2 separate regions of the Mus musculus genome follow, and region 1 is linked to region 2. The links are chromatin contacts, called in public HiChIP or PLAC-seq maps. All regions are on one chromosome and are shown on one strand. Each heading gives the region's core, a stretch centred on a gene start, on an enhancer-like site or on the middle of the called end of the contact. The rest is flanking DNA. Distances are from core to core; before and after follow the strand shown.

Evidence for each region. HiChIP or PLAC-seq counts read pairs in DNA pulled down with a chosen protein or histone mark.
Region 1: a contact with region 2 is called in an H3K4me3 HiChIP or PLAC-seq map of bone marrow-derived macrophages, with 6 times the contacts expected there. The contact joins the enhancer-like site here to the promoter of Tnfaip8l2 in region 2. A contact is called at or near these places in 3 of 39 promoter capture datasets (cranial neural crest, liver and pre-B cells) and 1 of 115 datasets of contacts at active chromatin or transcription factors (bone marrow-derived macrophages).

The regions. Positions count from the first base shown.
Region 1 is chr3:96,068,118-96,071,388 of GRCm38.p6, forward strand. No RefSeq gene overlaps it. Among named protein-coding and RNA genes, the nearest start is that of Vps45, 11 kb to the left of the region's middle. Within about 2 kb of position 1,689, at least 42 of the 459 cell types and tissues checked have an H3K27ac peak or open chromatin away from gene starts, as enhancers often do. A contact at or near this core is called in bone marrow-derived macrophages, where this site is marked.
Region 2 is chr3:95,141,066-95,144,188 of GRCm38.p6, forward strand. Tnfaip8l2 (tumor necrosis factor, alpha-induced protein 8-like 2) reads right to left here and starts at 1,289. Exons shown (of 2, transcript NM_027206.3): 1 at 1,250-1,289.

The DNA.
Region 1 (3,271 bases), core at 439-2,938, 930 kb after region 2:
CAAGTTCACCATGCCTGAGCGTATGAATGCTATTGGGAAACCAGATTTTTTAATTCCCTGATGACACAAGCCCAGTTCTCTGCTTTGGAGAACACTCACATTTATAGAGTGAAAGGAAGGTCGAGCTGGGAACGGGGAACGGGTGGGTGGGGGGTAGAGGGGTGGGCGGGGAGTGGGGGGGAAAACAGTACATTCTACTGTTAATGTCTGTATGTGCTTTAGGAGTGATTTATCTCAGTGGGCCTCTGCTACTGTTTATTATTTGTCTTAAAGTTTGGGATGTGTGTGTGCGTGTGTTGAGGGCTACACTATGCATTGTAATGCTAAATTCTGTACTCCAATGCGGGGCATAGGTGTAGGGGAAAGAGGGGGTAGTAAGAGAGCCCGTGTCTGACCAGAGTTCCTGTGCTCTGGGCAGGCAGACACGGGAGCACTGCTGGATGCTTTCCACACAGCCCGGGTGGGCATCTGGCTGTGTGAAGCCACTGACCCCACACGGCGGAGGGTGGACAAGGGGCAGGCCCCGTACCAGGTTCTCAGTCTCCGGCATCCCATGCTGGATATGGCAGAGAAGCTGAGAACAGAATAGGGGCCCCGGGGCAACACTCTCCGCCCCAGAGATACGGGAAGAGGGCAGAGGGAGAGAGGTTCCCATGCAGGTGAGAGTCCTTACTCTGGTTCGTGGCTGGAACATAGGAAGGCCTTCTGACGGGAGGTTAGAAGTGGCTCCTTAGAAGAAAGCCTATCCCATCGTCCAAGCATGGCGGGCCTTGATGAACAGAGACAGTCTATGGTTTTAGACCTTTATTGTAGAAAGACAGGGGGAAAGAGAGAAGGTAAAAGAAAGATAGACTGGCCATGGCCATGTGGAGAGAGGGAGAAAGGGAAAGAGAGAAAAGAGCTAGAGAATAAGAAAGGTGAAAGCTTAGAGAGAGGTAAAAGCTTAGAGAGTAAGAGGGAGAGAGCTAGGTGGGGCCAAGCAGCCCCTCTTATAGTGGGTTTGTTATCTTGCTGTTGCTAAGTAACTGGGAGGAGTCTAGCCTGAAGGTCAGAAGCTTAGAACATAGCCTACATGGTCAGAAGCTTGGAACAAGCCATAGCTTGGACCGTTAGCCACATGCTTCTCCTGTGGTGCCGCGGACTGGCCTCAGTCGGACCCCCTCAATCTGTAGGAGAAATCAGGGTTCTGGACAGGTGGGCGAGAAAAGGGTGACAAACAGACAGGGACATAAGGGAGTGTGATATCTGAATGTAATGTCTCAAAGCAAGCATCAGACTTTTAATACAGGAGAAAAACAAGAAAGCTAGGCAAATACATCCGCCTACAAGGTACATCGACACAAAACAAAGAAAATGCATACATACGGGGAGTGGTGGCGTACACCTTTAATCCCGGAATTTGGGAGGCAGAGACAGCCGAATTTCTGAGTTCAAGGCCAGCCTGGTCTACAGAGTGAGTTCCAGGACAGTCAGAGGAACACAGAGAAATTCTGTCTTGAAAAATTAAAAAAAAAAAAAAAAAATCATGCATAAGAAGCTAGGGGGAGCCAGGCAGTGTTTACAACTGAGATAGGAACAGTCATTATTTAAGATCAGCTAAACAAAGGAGTGAGGTGAATGGTCTGATGCATTGCTAGTCTATTGTTAAACCCACCACCAGAGGTCCCTTAGTAAATACCTGATTATGCTATTCCTCTGGGCCTAGTGAAATACATGCACCAGGGGAATTCCGTTTTACTAACCCTTTCATGAATCATACTACAGTTCCTCCTAAAACCACAACCCACCTTCTTCCTAGGCCATTGTAAATTCCTGTGTATGAGAGTGACTCAGCTATTGTTCTAAGTATTTACTTTGTAGACTAGCCCTGAGATTAATAGCTCTATTCAAGTAAATTGTAATGCCTGATTACTTTCACTGTCTCTACTAGAGGTAATTGTGAATGTTACTGAATAGGTAACATTCTTACTGAATTCCAAGCTCAGGGTCAGCTCAAGGACTGCCTAGGACATTGGAACACTGGTGGAGGCTAATCTAACTTAGCTATATATCAAAATCAATCCTTAAAGGCACTTGCAATACAACAATACTGACACAGGTCATACACCTGACTAACTCAGGGACAGAATTGAAGCATTTGCTTTACAGGATGCCATGGTTCCAGGAGACTAAATTTCCGTGAACTTTTCACCTTGAGACTGCGTCCAAGCTTTTGGGCTTGTCACACGAGTCACTACTGGAGTAGATGTGGCACTGTGGAGGCTTTTGGTGGCAGTAACTTTGACAGGAGCCAGGGGTTCAGGAGACATGAGGGAACACCTTTTGTCCCAAGTAGGTGGGATTACCACCCATTGGGCTCTACCAGAGTTCAAGACCTCAGCTCGACTGGAGACCAGGCCATCTGTGCATAGCCCATTGCCCCACACTCCAAGATCCAGGCCTACAAGCCAATTCTCATAGTTACTAGCTTTTGTTATGCACACCTTGTTCCTTAATTTAAAACTATTGATTAAATAAAAATGGCAACAGCCAAGAGTTGGAGGGATTAAAGGTTAGGGAGAGAGAGCAGAGGAGAAGAGAGGAAAATGGAGAGGGGTGAAGACCATGGGGAGGGTGACTCATGAAAACATGGCCATAAGGGCCAGCCAATGGGAATTAAGAGCTGCCCAGATGGGACATGGCAAGTTATAGCTTGGGGTTATTGATGGAGAAGTAGATTCTAATAGCTTAGACAGTAGATATCCACCCAGATCTAGTGCATTAAATGCTTACTGTAAATATAAAAATTATGTGTCTTTTATCTGGGAACAGAATGCTCAAAGGCAGGGTAGAAACCCCCAGTTGAGATGAAATATTAACAACATCATGTGTCCCCCTGTGGATGACAGAAGCCAGAAGGCTGGAGTTACGAAGGATTTTGAGCTGCCCCCGGTGGTGCTGGAAATCAAATGCCTGTCTTCTGAAGAGCAGCTAGTGCTCTTAACCACTGAGCAACTCTCCACCCCAACCTTTGCTTTTTACCTAAGAGCAGGGGTGAGGGGATGGAGTGGGGGTCGGGCCTTAATTTCTAGGCACTTCCAGTTTTAGTGTTTACATACGAATTCTTCCTCCGGTCATAGTCAGCCGCTGTACATTGCTTTTCATTTCTTGGAACAGAGTGACGATAAAGGTTTAACAATGTCACACCTCTGTCTTGGATCTGCTGAGATCCTCATAACGGTATAAGGGGCAGAGCGGCTGTCCTTGGCATTCTTTTTTCAGAACATTTCTT
Region 2 (3,123 bases), core at 39-2,538:
TCAGACTGAAGGACTCTTTTTTGTTGTTTTTGTTTTTTCAAGACAAAAGTTTCTCTGTATAACCCTGGCTGTCCTAGAACTCGCTCTGTAGACCAGGGTGGCCTTGAACTGAGATCTGCCTGCCTCTGCCTCCTAAGTGATGGGATTAAAGGCATGTGCCACCACCTCTGGGCAAAGCTAAGAGATCTTAAGCAACTTGGCCTAGTAAGTATGAAAACAGGCTTCAAGGAGTGGGACAACACTCTCAGACAACAGATGCTCACAGTCACCTATAACTTTAGCTCCAGGGAGACCCAACACCTCTGGCCTCTACTCACACATATACATAATAAATAACAGACACAAATTATGAGAAAAAATAGGCTACAAGTCAAATAACCCCTCCACATTCGCCCTCCAACAAGGAGGGCGCTCTTTTGAAGGGTGGCTGCGGCAGCAGGTAGTGGTCTCAGGCTGGCTAGGCTGAGCAGAGCGAGGCCTTCTTGGTGGTATATCCTGTGCCTACGGACAGGGTCTTCTCACCATGGGCCTTGACTGTGCTTCTTCTGGTTGTTTTGCTTCTTACTTCCCCCTCCCCGGCTCTGCAGGATGTGGCTGTGACCGCAATGAAGGAGCAACCTCACCCTCTCCCTCAAATGAAAATAGGAGTCCTCTCAGAGGGAGGACAGCCAGGGGGCTCTCTCCGGCAGCCGAATCACTCCAATGGGAACCTGCCATCTTGATTTGTTTCTGCCTTGCCCTGTGGATCTTTCACACTGGAGATGATTTTTCTATAGGGGCCCGCTTTCCTTCCCTACCTGCCCTCCTCTTACCCAGCTCTCTATTGCTCCCTTTGCCATCTCCAACTAGGTCCCCAGTCCTCCCAGGGTAGCTATGTCACTCGCTCTTTTTGTCCCAGCCTCTACGTGACCCTCATGAATCTCTAGCCTAGCAAAGGTTTCTTTCACTTTGCGTCACTGTACTTCCATGTCCGAAGATACTGTAGATCTCTAAATCTCTAGTCGTTACCCCATGTGCATCTCTGTCCCTCAGCTCTAGACTCAGCCACCATCCCAAGCCAGGTCTCACTCTCAGACAGCCTTGCCCCATCCACTAAATACACTAAAATGGTTCTGGGGAGAGAGGGGGAGACCCAAGAATTCTACAAGCGAGAGTTTCACAAGACAGAAAGAAAGGTGAAGGTGAAAGGGTCAGGATATCCTGTCAGTGTCACCCCGAAACCCACCCTCTGTCATTGCCAGACTCTCACCTGCCGTGTGCTGGGTGCCAGTCTGGCCTTGGATGTTTCTGAGAGCTCACAGAATGGAGAAGCTCCTAAGAGGCCCTTTGGTCTAGCCCCACCCCAGGCCCCGCCTATCTACTCTCCACCTCCGGTTCATCATCACTGTCACCAAGAAGTCCAGTGTCCCAAGAGCCACCTAGAAATAAGACAAAGGTCAAAAGGAATGGAATTCTGTAGGAAGCACCAACTCTGAAGTGGCAAGGACGGATTTACACACCTCCACCTAATAAAAGGTCTGCTTCTTTCTTGCTGCCTAATATTTTTGTGGTACTGAAAACCGTGCAGAGTCCAGATTTTAATGTGAGAGACAGTGAGGGAAGTACTGAAAGATCATCGAGTGGTGTAGTAGAACAGCATTATACAAGCATCTTCAGGCCCTAGAAGGTAAGATTGGCACAGACTGCCCCAGCCAGAGCAGGCAGGAGGTAGGTGCCAAGGTTAGGGCTGCTGAGCCATGCGTGACCAGCAGGTGTCAGCATCGAGCCAAAACGCTGGAGTACAGAGCTTAATAGCTTTAAAGGGCCTGATAAATGAGGGTAGACTCCAATGAGGCAAAACTACACCTTTAATCCCAGCATTCTGGAGGCAGAGACAATCCAATCTTTGAGTTCAAGGCCAGCCTGGTCTACAGAGTGAGCTCCAGGCCAGCCAGGGCTGCATAGTAAAATTCTTGTCTTGGAAAAACCACCCACAACTCCAGCTCCAGGAATTCCAGTGTTCTCTTCTGGCCTCCAGAGTCACCTGAATAAATCAGTACATGAACATACACTTGGGCACACACAGACACACAAATCTTTAAAGGAGTGAATTATATAGCTTTCTTCAGCACAGATTGAGAACCCAAAAAAAGGCCTTAGGATTCAGGGATTTAAAAACTGATTTGGGGGCTTCCAGAGACTGGAGTCAGCGACTCCATGGCTCAGTGACTCACTGATCTTCCAGATGTTCTGACTTTTATTCCCAGCACCTATATCTGGTGGTTCATAACCACTAGTTAGTTCCAGTGGATCTAATACCTTCTGGTCTCCTTGGATACCTACACACATGTAGAATACACATACATACAAACAATAAAAGTCTTTAAAAACATATTTAGTGTGTGCATGTGTGTAGACCAGAGAACAATTTATTTATTTATTTATTTCTCTCTCTCTTTCTTTCTTTCTTTCTTTCGGTTTTTTGAGACAGGGTTTCTCTGTATAGCCCTGACTGTCCTACTGTCCTGGAACTCACTCTGTAGACTAGGCTGGCCTCAAACTCAGAAATCTGCCTGCCTCTGCCTCCCAAGGGCTGGGATTAAAGGTGTGTGCCACCACGCCGGGCTTCAGAGAACAATTTCTGATGTCATCTTCAGGAACCTGGTCTGGTTCACTTTCTTTGAGGCATAGTTTCACTGGCCTGTCTCAGAGTTTCTATTGCCATGATGAACCACCATTCTTGGGGAGGAAAGGGTTTATTTTGCTTACACTTCCGTATTATAATCCATCATTGAAGGAAGTCAGGGCAGGAATTGGTGCAAAGGTCATAGAAGACAATGTTTATCACATTACTTTCTCAGCTTCTTTTCATATGGCACCCAGGACCACCAGCCCACGTGCCCACAGTGATCTGGTCCCTCCCATATTAGCCATCAACCAAAATAAAATAAAGCACCGCACCTGTATGTGGGGGTGCACACTTTTAGACCCAGCATTGGGGAGGTAGAGGAAGGCAGGTCTCTGTGAATTCAAGGTCAGTTTTAGTACTTAGTAAGTAATGAGCCATTGAGAGAACCTATCTCCTGGAACTCGCTCTGTAGACCAAGCTAGCCTCTGCCTCCTGAGTGCTAGGATTAAAGGTGT